2 separate regions of the Mus musculus genome follow, and region 1 is linked to region 2. A link is a contact called in public Hi-C data. All regions are on one chromosome and are shown on one strand. Each heading gives the region's core, a stretch centred on a gene start, on an enhancer-like site or on the middle of the called end of the contact. The rest is flanking DNA. Distances are from core to core; before and after follow the strand shown.

Region 1 (6,109 bases), core at 2,624-5,123, 140 kb after region 2:
TGACAACCCAGGCAGTTGTTGATTAGCTGGGGTTTTGGTCCTGGCCCTCCAGGCCTAGCTTCGGTTCTTTTCTTTATGTTAATGTTAGTGTCTAGTTTGCCACTTAGTTTGGTAGAAGTTGTGTGGAGCTCCCTTTACCTAATGTGTGAGGACTGGCATCCCAGTACAGTCGAGGTGGAGTAGCTATGAGAAAGGCTGTGATTCACGAAGCCTAAAACATTTACTGTTTGCTGTGACTGAACCCTGGTCTAGGATTGTTCAAAACAGAACTGGCTGCCATAATAGAAATGTTGAGTATGGCAGCCTCTTGATACATGACTTTTGTGTGGTCCGATTGTTGTAGTGAGACAGACTTTGAATTGTTCCCTGTAGGCTGGTGACCGCTGTGTTTAAGTGAGGCATGTTGCGACAATAGACCAGGTGGATTTTCTGTTGAATCTGGTGGAGTAGAAACGGGAAGCACACATCTCTCTAGAGTCAGGAATGACATAGGAAGAAATCCTGTCTCGGAAAAACAAAACAAAACAAAACAAAGCTCTGATCTCAACCATTCCGTGTTTGTTGTTGTTCTCTGCAGTGAGGAGGAGCTCCCATACCATAATGCAGCTGCGGACCGGGTAAGTGTGGTTCTTTGTTTATTTGTAGTTATTGATTGATGAATTGCCTCAAGAGGAATAGAATCTGCCTTTGTCATTTTTGAGTGCTGTATTGTATGTGGCTGGCATCGTCAGAATTTGACCATAATGATACCACTCTTAAGAAAGTAACCAGAATAAGCATGAAATGGGTTTAGGAGGATTTATGAAATTCTCATTTTTCTTTAAAAGTAAGAAGAAAGATAGTATTCTAAAATGTTCAGCGCCAGCTTCAAATTCTACCTGTATGAAATAGCCTCTCTGTGGCAGGAACTTTCATCTGCCCATCCGTCCGTCTGTCTGTCCATCCATCCACATCGAGTAGGCATGCGTACCATCAATGGTTTCTGTTTGGCTAGTTTCCCTCAGCGTTTGCTAGTTCTTTGAGCTGTCCACACAGTGTATTTTGGTCACTCCTTCCTCTCGCCCCTCCCTCCTTCCCTACCCACTCAGCTTTGGGTTCTTTTTGTTTTTAAACCCATCAAATTTTGGCTGCCTGCATACTCTTGGATGTGTGGCCTTATTGGAGAATGGTCAGCCCTTAAAGAAAATGGTCTCTCCCCTCCCAACAGCTATCAGCTGCCAATAGCTTCCTAGCTAGCAACTGGGTGTGGCTTCTTGCCCACCTCCCTCTCCATGATGGGATTTTGTCTGGCTTAACCTGTGTAGATCTCATCATGCATGCTGTCACAACTGCTGAGAGAGTTAGAAAATCATTTCCTTATAATACCCACCATCTCTGGCTCTTATACTCTTCCATCATCGTATCTGAGCCTTGGAGGAGGGGATGCGGGATAGATGTTCCATTTAGGGCATAATTCCTATTCTCTACACCTCGAACAGTTGTGAGTCTCTGTTTATCACCTTCCACTGTAAAAAAGAAGCTTCCGAGGGAGGCCCGGCAGCTACAGTAATCTCTGGGTACAGCAGTGAGTCATTGCAAGTACAGCGTCCCAAGCATCCTACGAGCCCTCTGGATACTAAAGCAGCACTGTAGACCCGTAGCTCTGAGAAAGCAACTGTCCCTGAGATTCTGTCCAGCTTCCCCCAAGCCATGACTGAAGCATTTCCTGTGGTCAGTTAACTACGTTAGCGTTCTAAGGACTAGGACAAGTGGCACAGTAAACCTGTCCGCTTTTCTTGAAACATTTCTTCACTCTACTTAGTGAGGAGCTGGTTCTCCGCCTGGGTGTGCGTGAGAAGTAGGGACGGGAAGTTTCAGCTGCTTAGAATTTCCTTACTCTTCCCCCTTCTCTCCTAAAATGAATCGGAGAATGGAAAGTGAAGGTATTTTGTTTCTGTGTATTCTGAGGATGGGAGCTGAGCTTCAGACAATGCAGATGAAATTAAAAATTAATTAAAAAATCAAAATTTTCTGAAAAATCAAAACTGTAGCAAAACCTTAAGATGTGAACAGAATTTTTATTTTCCATCTATGAAGACCACCTGTGAACACCTTTTTCAGGCAGCTGCTAGGCTGCTGGGTTCTCTGGTAATAGCCGTAGCCAAGAGGCTTTGACAGGACTTTTAACAGCAATATAACAGAGTAACAAGCCTCTGCCTGCCACTTCTTGTATCCTGACCCACTGATACCACCACAGGACCCCTTCCTCAGCTTCATCTTTTCTTTCACCTCAAATTTTATTGTAGCCATTATAGATGGTCTCTAACCCCTCTTACAGTAGTCTTCCTCCCTCCTTCCCTCCCTCCCTCCCTTCCTCCTCCCTCCCTCCCTCCCTCCTTCCTTCTCTCCTTCCATCCTTCCTTCCCTCCTTCCCTCTCTCCCTTCCACTCTCCCTCCCTCTCTCCTGCCCTCTGTGTCACCAAAAAACAAACAAACAAACAAAAAAACCAACCATACTTTAAGATTCTGAATGTTGATCTTTTCCTTGGCCTAATACTGGTCCTCAGATTGGCTCCTTCCTCCAGACTCCAGTCCATAGTCTTCTCAGCTCTCTCTTGAGTCTGAAACTTTCCGACCCCGTCTCATCTCTTAGCCAGTGCTGTGAGCTCTGCCTCCAGGTGTCTTCTCCACTTGTGCTCCCCTGTCCCTCGCTCTCCTCTGGAGCCTCCTGTCTTCCTGCCTTAGTCTTTATCCCCTTTCTCTTAGCCTTACTATTCAGTGAACGATTAAAATGATCCTGTTAAAATGGGTTAAGAACCTGACACTTTCTGATCAGAACCTGTTCCATCTGCAGTAAACTCAAGGGTTAAGAATGGTCCTCAGAGCGCAGGGGTGGCTTACTCTCTACCCTTGTATGACCTCCACTCTTTGAGCTCTGGTGTCTCCTGAGTGTGAGCGGGAAGCAGAGCCCCTCTGCAAGGCTGTCCCACTGGCTTCTTCTCTCGTGGGGTTTGGCTGTCCTCAAAGCAGCTTCAAGGCTCAGCCCTTTTACATTCTCCAAGAAGTTATCCAAGTGTCACTTATAGAATGTGGCTGTCCTTGGTCATCTAACCTAATTTTGGAAACTTCTACCCCTTGTGTTCATTTTCTTCCCCTCCCTCTCCCCTCCCCCTCCTCTCATGTTGTCTGTTTTGTTTTCCCTTTCTCTAGAGTCTGCACATTCATGTGTTACTTATGTTGAGGATCGCTCCCTCCCTCTGTTTCTCACACTAGGCTGTTGTTATCCTTCATTATAGCATTAAGCATGTTGACTTAGAAGCTAACACAGAGTCTGCAATTGTTGCAGTGTCCTACATTTGAAAGGTTAGGGAGAAGAGAATTGAAATTGTTTGTTTTTAAACAAAGCTTAATTGATTTGGCAAAATAAAAATGTATTAATCTAGTGTTGACTTCTCTCTCCTTCACTATTTGTAATTTTTTTGGTTGAGAAATCCTTAGAGTCTTCCAGCTAGTAAATAGATTATTAGTCAAGAAATATGCCAATAAAAAAGAAATGCAAGACAGATTAGCAAAAGGTACATACTTGAAAACTAAGCTTGCTTAATTTTTTAAAATAAGACTCAGCTGTATAATAAAATTCTTATCCAGTGCAAGTATGCGTTTAATTAATTAATTTCTTGTTTAAAGGCTTAATATAATTGAGAACCACTAAAAAGTAATCTATGTATACCTTAATAATTTATTTAAAATGCCTTTAATCTAAGCACTTGAGTGTCCTACCGTGCCCTGTTTCTCTGGGGTGCCCAGAGCACAGCCTGCAGGCCTTCCGGAGAAGGCAGGGCAAAATCCAAAGCAGGGAGTCTGCAGCGGTTTCCAGGTCCCCCTCTGCTTACCCTAGCACTGTCCGCGCAGCGCCTAGCAAAGCAGGGAGTCTGCAGCGGTTTCCAGGCCCCTCTCTGCTTACCCTAGCACTGTCCGCGTACCGCCTAGCACCGAGGGAGGGAACTGGGATCCACAGGTCTGCCCTTTTCTCTGGGCACCTGCCAGACAGAGAGGGGAAAAGTGGAGCCTGGGATGGATGGAGCCTGGTTTGATTCCAGAGTTTGGAGGGGCTGCAGGAGAGAAGGCCTTCCTCTGGAGTTCTAGGTGGGGCTCTTTAAGATGAAGGCCTTCCTTGCAGCGATCCACTTATTCATACTGGTTTATTTGATGGTGGGTGTGAATGTACACACTTTATTCTGGGTGAACCGGGGATTAAATACCCTTTTTGGGAAGGAATTCCCCGGAAGAGAAGTTCATTACGGGGCGGGGTGGGATGGGGTGGGGGAAGCTATCTAGATACTTCATTAGCATAGAGAACTCCAGGTGTTTATGTAGTGATCTAGTGCCTGTGTCCTCAGTGGCGGGTCAGGGCTGCCTGTTTCAGAACAGGTCCCAGGGGCTGGGCTCATTAAATCTTAGCATTCATTTGCCTGTCTGCTATCAGCATCTCACAGGCCTTGAGAGGCACAAATAGTAGAGCTTGAGGTCATCTGGTCTCCATAGAGAGTTGTAGGCTAGCAGGCCTGAAACCCTCTTCATCTTACACTAGTAAAGTGAGGACTGTTTGTATAGTTACTTGTCAGCCCTTTCCTGGGGGACAGAGGGCTCCAGTGCTTTGTTCTTTCACACACTGCACGTGCTTATTAGATGACTGTCTCGAATATTTGTTCCTGCATTTGTGATGCTTGCATAAATGTGTGTGTGTGTGTGTTCACAGCATACATGTGAGAGTTGGTTCTCTCCTTCCACCAGATGGGCACTGGGGATTGAACTCAGGTTGTTAGGTTTGGTGACCTGTGGCTCTGACTCTGCCTGTTATTTTACCAGGTCTGTGGTCTGATACCCCCCCCCCCCACAAACACACACATAAACTTAGACTCAGGCAAAGTAGTCTAAGGTTAGAAACTAGCATTCTCTAGTGTCCGCCTATACCGAGTGGCCGAGCTCTGCCGTTGCTAGACACATGATAAAGATCTATCTGTACATTGTCATTGAGTTAGGTCAGGACGAGTTGTTGCCCTGCTGAAGTTTCCACTCTGCAGTGTGCAGCTGAAGCTGTGCTCTTTGGTGCTTAGGAAGTCTAGTGTGCTGATATCTGTCTTGGCAGGTGATGGTGGCTCTGCCCATCTGTTTTGGTCTATAGTAGGGCGTTTCCCGTTTAAAATAGGGACAGTGATCCTCCCTCCCAAAAGGATTGATGTGATGCTTGCAAAGTAATTTGGGTTCCCCCAAATAGGCACTTAAACAAATAAACAAACACACTCATTATATTTATCCAGTAGAGAACAATATTAATAATGGATTATATTATTTCCTTGAGCTTATTGATGTTTTTAATAAGGAGGAAAGGGTATATAAAACTATGAATTTTCATAGCTAAAGCTATGAAATGCAGTGCAGTATTTTGCATAATATATAAAATATGAAAGCCTTCCATTTTTAAATTTTTTATTTTGTTTGTGTGTGCATATACATGCATATGTGCACATGTGCCACTGTGGTGGGCATGTGGAGGTCAGAGGACAGCTTACAGTGAGCGGTTTGTTCTCTTCTTCCTTCACTGTGTGAGTCCTGAAGGTCAGACTCCAGTCAGGCGTGGTGGATGGCCAGTGTTTTACCCTCCGCCATCTGGCCAGTCCTCCTTTATTTCTTCTGAAGAACGCCTTCGTTTTACCCTGCATCCAGGCTTACTGCTAAGTGACCGCACATTGCAGTGGCCAGGTCTCCTGTTCTTCTTATCCTCTCCTGACCTCTGCTGGTGAGATCCAGGCATGGGTGACTCCCAGCAGCATTTACTCACACGTCCTTACTGTAGGACATGGGAGGACCAAAATGTGTACTACTGTCATGCTTTGCACACTATGGAGCACCTCAGATGTTGGAGTTTCTCCTCAGTGGACAGTTGTCACAGACCTGCTACTTAGTAGCAGATTGAGTGCCCAGCTGAATTTCTTGATTAATTATTTATTTACATCCCAAATGCTGCCCCATCCCCTTCCCCCCTTCCCCTTTACTTCTGAGAGGGTGGCCCCTGGTTTATTTCCCCACCCTGGGGCATCAAGTCTCTGGGTTAGGCACATCCTTCCCC
Region 2 (5,958 bases), core at 2,017-4,516:
TAGGAGACATACCACCTCTGGGTGTGTCTGTGAGGATGTTTCTAGAGAAGTTATCTGTCACACTGGATGTGGGTGACACCTTCTCAGTAGCCAAGGTCCAGACTGAATAAGGGACAGTAAGAAAGGAGAAAGCCAACTGAGCACCAGCTCCCATCTTCCTCTGCTTCCTGATTGTTGACAAAATGTGACCAGACCCCTCATGCTCCTGCCATTGATGCCTTTCTACCAGGTTGGATTGCGTCCTCAGAACCATGGGGAAAAGAAACCTTTCCTTCTTGAGGTTGAAGCTTCTCGAGTATTTAGTCACATCAACAAATATCATGAAATCAATTGGAGAAAACGCTTCCAAAATGGAACCAAAGACTTTGGTCACATGGGCCATCAATCTGTTAACAGATGCTCATGTCCCTTCTAGCACAGAGGACAGAATTCAGGGTCTTGTGTGTGGAAACATTTGCTTGGCTACTGAGCTATGTATCCAACCCAAAAGAGGTGTCTGAGGAGTCTCCCTGGAGACCTGCTTTAGAGCAGATGCTGGCAAGCTGCAGTCCAGTGTTTCTGTTCCCTTCCTGGCTGGCTGTCATTTTCACCTCAGGATACGGTGTTGTAGCTGGAAAGTCAGGTCCACCGACATGACATGCAGAGTATCAGGAAGGAAGGAAGAAGGAAACCACTCAGAAGCCCTGATGTTCTTTACTGAAGCATGAAAAGAATGAAGGGTCTGCACTGAGATTGTAAAAGAGAACAGGACGAACTGGGCTCCTTCATGCCAGCTCCCTCTCCACAGCTGCCTGGAATGCTGTTCCCCCAGATACCAAGGCCAACTCCCTCACCTCTGTGGTGCAGCCTCCCTGACCTGGCTCTTTAGCATTGCAATCCCCACCCTTCTGCAGCACTCCCTGTGTTGCTACCTTAAGCTCGTCCCATCCCTCTTTTTTTCTTTTGCAAGTAGATTTGCCATCCAATGAATATGCTCTAAGTATATGTACTTACTTTGCATATGCTTTGTTTCCTACACCCCTGCCAAAGCACTAGGGTGTAAATTCTCGGAAGAGTTATGTCTTTATTCATCGGTGTATCCTAAGTGCCTGAAAGACACTCATTAGATGCATGTTCAGTGAATGTGTGACTTGCTCATACATGTTTGGTGGATTTACCATTACTCACTATTTTGGTTTGTATGTAAAATGTCCCTCACAGGCACAAGTGTTTGAGCACTTGTCCCTGCTTGTGGCACTGTTTTGAGAGGTTCTGGAATCTTGGGAACCTGGTGCTAGCTGTCAGATGTAGACCAGTAGGGATAAGCCTTCGAGGACCCTAACAGCTAACTCTACTTCCATTCTTGTTCTCTGCTTCCTGATGCTCTGCCACTGTGAACTCCACCGTGTTGGACTGAAATCCCCCTGAAACCATGAGCTAACACCCTTCCTCTCTTGAGTGGCTTCTCTTAGGTATTTGGTCACAGCTGTGAAGAAAGTACCCAGTGCGAATGCATCCAGAAGTATCGTTCCACGCAAAGGGAGTCTTTACCAGTTTAACCCAGGAAGTTCTTGTTTGTTTCCTGTGTTTTCTGGCTCTTAAGTAGTTGACCTCAGTTGCTAAGGGGTGGGGGTGGGGGTGTCTTTTGTCATTTCCCTCCCCCCAATCTCCAGCTAGTCCGCTGCTTCTGAGAACAGGGGTTTGGATGGGTGTGTTTCTGACTTCAGTGGCTGAAGACAGGGATGGTGGATGAAAGCGAGACTTTTGATGGGACCTGAATTGGTCAAGGCAGAGACGTGAAGGCCACAAAGAGGAGTGTTCTTCCTGGGATGCCCATAGTTAGAGACTCTAAGGAGGAAACAAAATATTGGGGTCAAGGCCAGCACCCAGGTCAGGGAGAACAAAGATGAGACAAGCTGGAGGCGCTGGATCCTGCAATCCAGGAAAGCCAGACAGAGGAGTCTTAGCTTGTTGTGGTAAGTCACAGCTGGGGATGCTGTGATGGAAGTTTTGTTGTGGCAGAGTCTCCTGTTCTAACCAAACCTCACTGCACAGTGGAGGCTGCTGGGTTGTGAACCTTGGTTGGCTAGTGAGGTCTGAACAGGTGTCAGTAAGGGAATACCTCAAAGAGATCTTGAAAGAATCAACAGACGTTTCTCCAACACTTCCATTAGGAAAAGCTCCAAACAGATTTATATGCGAGAGTGTGTTGTTATCTCTGTGTGTGACCTAGAAGAATCAGCAACAGAAACAAGAGAATTTTACTTGGGGTTGTTTTGCTTCTAAGAATCTCAGTGATTGATTGTAATAGATAACACACACAAACACACACAAATATGCATACATATACAAACACACACATACACACAAATACCTCACATACATACACACATATTTAAACACAAACACACATACATACACACAGGCATATAAACACACACAAGCACCATACATACGTATATACATTCAAATACACACACACAAACACCACACACATACACACACACATTTAAACACACATATACGTACCCACGCAAACACACAAACACACACAAGCACCACACACACTTCTGATTGTTACAGTGAGATTTGGGATTAAGTATTTGATCACATTTTCTTATGATAATTTCAGAGAGCCAAGACCGTAATCCCACATGACCCTCTGTAGAAGTCACCATTCATTAAATTAATGACGAAAGGAAGGTGCTGCCTGACTCAGAGCATCTGTGACTATAATCACCGCCAGCAAATTATTTTTTACATGCACATTAGTTGGATTGATATGAAAAGAAAATGTTTTATCTCTCTCCAAAGGAAATAGAAGCTTGAAATGTGGTTAATATTCGATGCCGAACATTCTCTGCAGATGTAGGGCTTGTCTAGGCTTCCTCCTGTTAACCTCTCAGCTGGAAAAACAAAAAGGCAGAAGATGCAGCATGAAGAAAAATCTCCCGGGGAAGCAGTACCCTGCTGATACCCAATCTTCTTGGATTCCCACCTTTCTTCCTGTCCCCAGACGCGTGCTTTGTTTTTGGTTTATTTGTTTTCCAGTCTGACCTGGCTTTACCTTCGATGTCTGTCACTTCTCAGGTCCAGGGTGATGGTAGAGTCTCACCGCCCTTGTCACTCACAGAGTCTCTCACAGGGGACTCGTTAAAACGCCAGTTCAGTAATCTGTTCTAAAACCACAGATGCCAACGGCACAGGGAAGTTAAGCTGTGTAGAAATGAACTGGCCTGTGTCTGCTGCATAGCAAACCCCACCTCCACACTGGACAGAGGCCAACACAGACCTGACGTTGAGTCACTGCTGTAGTGTGGATGATCATATGCCAGTGAGACTCTGTTCACTTAGGGAAGTGTGTCACTTTTCAAAGGCATTTACATACGCAGTAGTCCAGTGATTCCAGCGTCGGCTTGTGCACTCTTCATTCAGAGGCTGTGGGTATAGGGCTGAAATGTCATGCCTGTTTGGAACAGAGCTGGACCTCCCAGGTAACAGAGATGCGACCCAAGAGACAGGAGCCCATTTCAGAAGTGGAGACCAGGAGGGACAGCACTTTCATCCAGTTTCTCGGGGGAGAAGTCATACCTTCCCAGCATGTAGCTCCCCAGCCAGTCCCATCTGTAGCACATATCCGGCTAAGGAAGACAGATGTCATGTTCCTATCTTTTCCACTCTCCTCAGATTAGTTTTCATTGCACAAGAGAGACATGAATGTATCCTCATCGTGAAAGTAATTCTATGGGTGTAGAAAAATATTAATTCCTACTGTATTATTAAGAGATGGGCCTCTAAGGGATTCAGTCATGAGAGCATGAGAGCGGGTTCCTGGTGGGTTACTTTAGGGACCTCCTGAGAGGACATGAGGGCCTTTTATAAAAGGACTCATGTCTTTTTCCATCTCCCCAACGATGAGGACCTGGGCTTTGTCACCTTTGAAAGATACAGAGTTGAAAGTACTACCTTTGAAAGCCAAGACCATGGTTCTTACCAGACACCATAGTCCCTGGCATCATCATCTTGAACTCCCCAGCTTGAGAGAAACATGCTGTGAGAAATACAGTCCCACTGTTTATGAATTCTTACCCTGTGAGTTTTTGCAGATAGGAGTGAGACAATTCTGGCAGCCGCCAAGTTGCTACCATCCTCTCCAGGTAACTCCGTGGTTGTACGGCAGCAGCTCTGAATCTGTGTAGGTTTTGTCGGGTGTGTCTGCATGGTCACATTTATTCTCATCCAGCCACATGTCACACCAACAGCAACACTTTCCTGGGCATCCTGCAGCTCCCAATGAATGTGTCTTAGCAGCCTCCCCACAAACCATCCGTGTCGTCTTCCACACAAATCCTCATGTTGCTCCCCCTTACTAGACTGTTTTTGAGATTTGTCAGAACTTTATCATTATTCTTTTTAAAGATTTTAAAGATGTATTTATTTTCATTTTATGTCTATCAGTGTCTTGCCTGCATGGATGTCTGTGTACTACGTGCATGTCTGGTATCCACAGAGGCCACAGATGTTGCAGATTTGGTTTATTGCTTACGTTATGTTAACTGGGTCCCCTAAGTACACGGGAATTCACACATCTACGTGTAAGACGCCGCAGGGCCCTGCCCCTAGTTGGGTCTAATTGGTAAATAAAGTTGCCAGCAAATGGCTGGGCAGAGAGACAGAGGTGGGACTTAAGTCTCCCAAGCGAGAGAATCAAGAGAAGAGGAAGGCTTTAGAATCGTCATGTGCGGGAAGCAGAGAGCTCAAGCTTGAGCGGTGGAGAGGTAAGAGCACAGCCCCCCTCCCCAACCGCCCATTTGGGTCTCGGGTAGCAAAGATGGAATTTAGATTTTAGTAATAACTCAGGAGTATTGGAGGGGAGGAGTTAGCAATGTGAAAGTTTGGGAGTGGTCCAGCCATCGTGAAGTTTAAGGCATATTAGGAGAAGGCTGCTGTGTGTCTGTCTTTCATCCTAGCATCCTGAGCATTTTGGCGGGTGGTGAGCAATCTGAGCCGCCAGATTGGAGTAGTGTTAAATAATTAATACAACACACAGAGAAGGCTTCTGGTCCCCAGAAACTGGAGCTACTGAGGATCGTTAGTGACTGTGAGTGCTAGAAATCAAACCTGGGTCACCTTCAAAAGCAGTGAGTGTTCTTAATGGCTGAGCCATCTCTCCAGCCCTGGCTCCTCTCCACTCTTTTTATCACATAAGAGTAAAGAAAGTTTGAGGTATCTCAAAGGGGATCGCTTAGATTTAGTACCAACCGCCTTCCACTGTGAGCAAGACTCACTGGAACAGGCCCCCACGCGCCTCCCCTTGACCTACCTACTACTGCTTCCACCTAGGCCCTACCTCCAACCATCTCCTGCTAAAGGCTGTTGAGTTATGACTTCATCAGTGGCTCCATCCATTGACGAAATCACAGCCTTCAGTATTTGATCACTTTTATTAGCTGCTACCAAGCCTCTGTCATATCAGCCTCTTAGGGAAAGCTCTTTATAGCCACCACAGAGTTCTCGGTGTATGAATCACAATTTTATGTTTCTGATCAGATAACCTCCATGATCTTGCCACGTGTCTGACCTGTTCTGGAACTCTTTGTCTTTTCTCGGTTGTGTGGCATGTGCTTGTGTGTGTGTGTGCGCCCGGGTGTGAGTGTGGACCATGTGTGAGTGTGGGCATGTGACTTGTGAGTCTGTTGTCTAATTTCTGGTTGAAAGATAGACATGCTAGCTAGGCCTTTAATAACATGGTAGTGAGATATGTGGGCAGGGGAAATATTTTATAGCTGGTATGGGGTCATTCATTGTCTTTTAGGGAGACAGTGTTCCCAGATTGTGACCTCTACAAGTATTTTTCAATTTGGACACCCTAAGAAGTGGGGGAATATCAAGAGGGGATTGAAATGGGGGATTTGTAGTCCCTCGGGCTCTAGAGAAACCTGGGCAGCTTGCACAATGGTTAAATAGTCTCTCCTCGGG

Evidence for each region. Hi-C and Micro-C count contacts between places; a contact is called where the count stands out from the background.
Region 1: a Hi-C map of the N1E-115 cell line shows a contact between it and region 2, with 4 times the contacts expected there. The contact joins two enhancer-like sites. A contact is called at or near these places in 2 of 15 datasets of contacts at CTCF or cohesin (the G1E-ER4 cell line and the NIH/3T3 cell line), 9 of 484 Hi-C or Micro-C datasets (the G1E-ER4 cell line, the N1E-115 cell line, bone marrow-derived macrophages and 5 more) and 5 of 115 datasets of contacts at active chromatin or transcription factors (astrocytes, bone marrow-derived macrophages, large pre-B cells and 2 more).

Annotation. Positions count from the first base shown.
Region 1 is chr2:6,399,703-6,405,811 of GRCm38.p6, forward strand. It overlaps Usp6nl (USP6 N-terminal like), which reads left to right. Exons shown (of 15, transcript NM_001080548.1): 5 at 578-617. Among named protein-coding and RNA genes, the nearest start is that of Gm13388, 35 kb to the right of the region's middle. Within about 2 kb of position 3,874, at least 62 of the 459 cell types and tissues checked have an H3K27ac peak or open chromatin away from gene starts, as enhancers often do. A contact at or near this core is called in the G1E-ER4 cell line and the N1E-115 cell line, where this site is marked.
Region 2 is chr2:6,264,500-6,270,457 of GRCm38.p6, forward strand. All of the region lies in intron 3 of A230108P19Rik (RIKEN cDNA A230108P19 gene), which reads left to right. Among named protein-coding and RNA genes, the nearest start is that of Gm13383, 4.4 kb to the left of the region's middle. Within about 2 kb of position 3,267, at least 164 of the 459 cell types and tissues checked have an H3K27ac peak or open chromatin away from gene starts, as enhancers often do. A contact at or near this core is called in the G1E-ER4 cell line and the N1E-115 cell line, where this site is marked.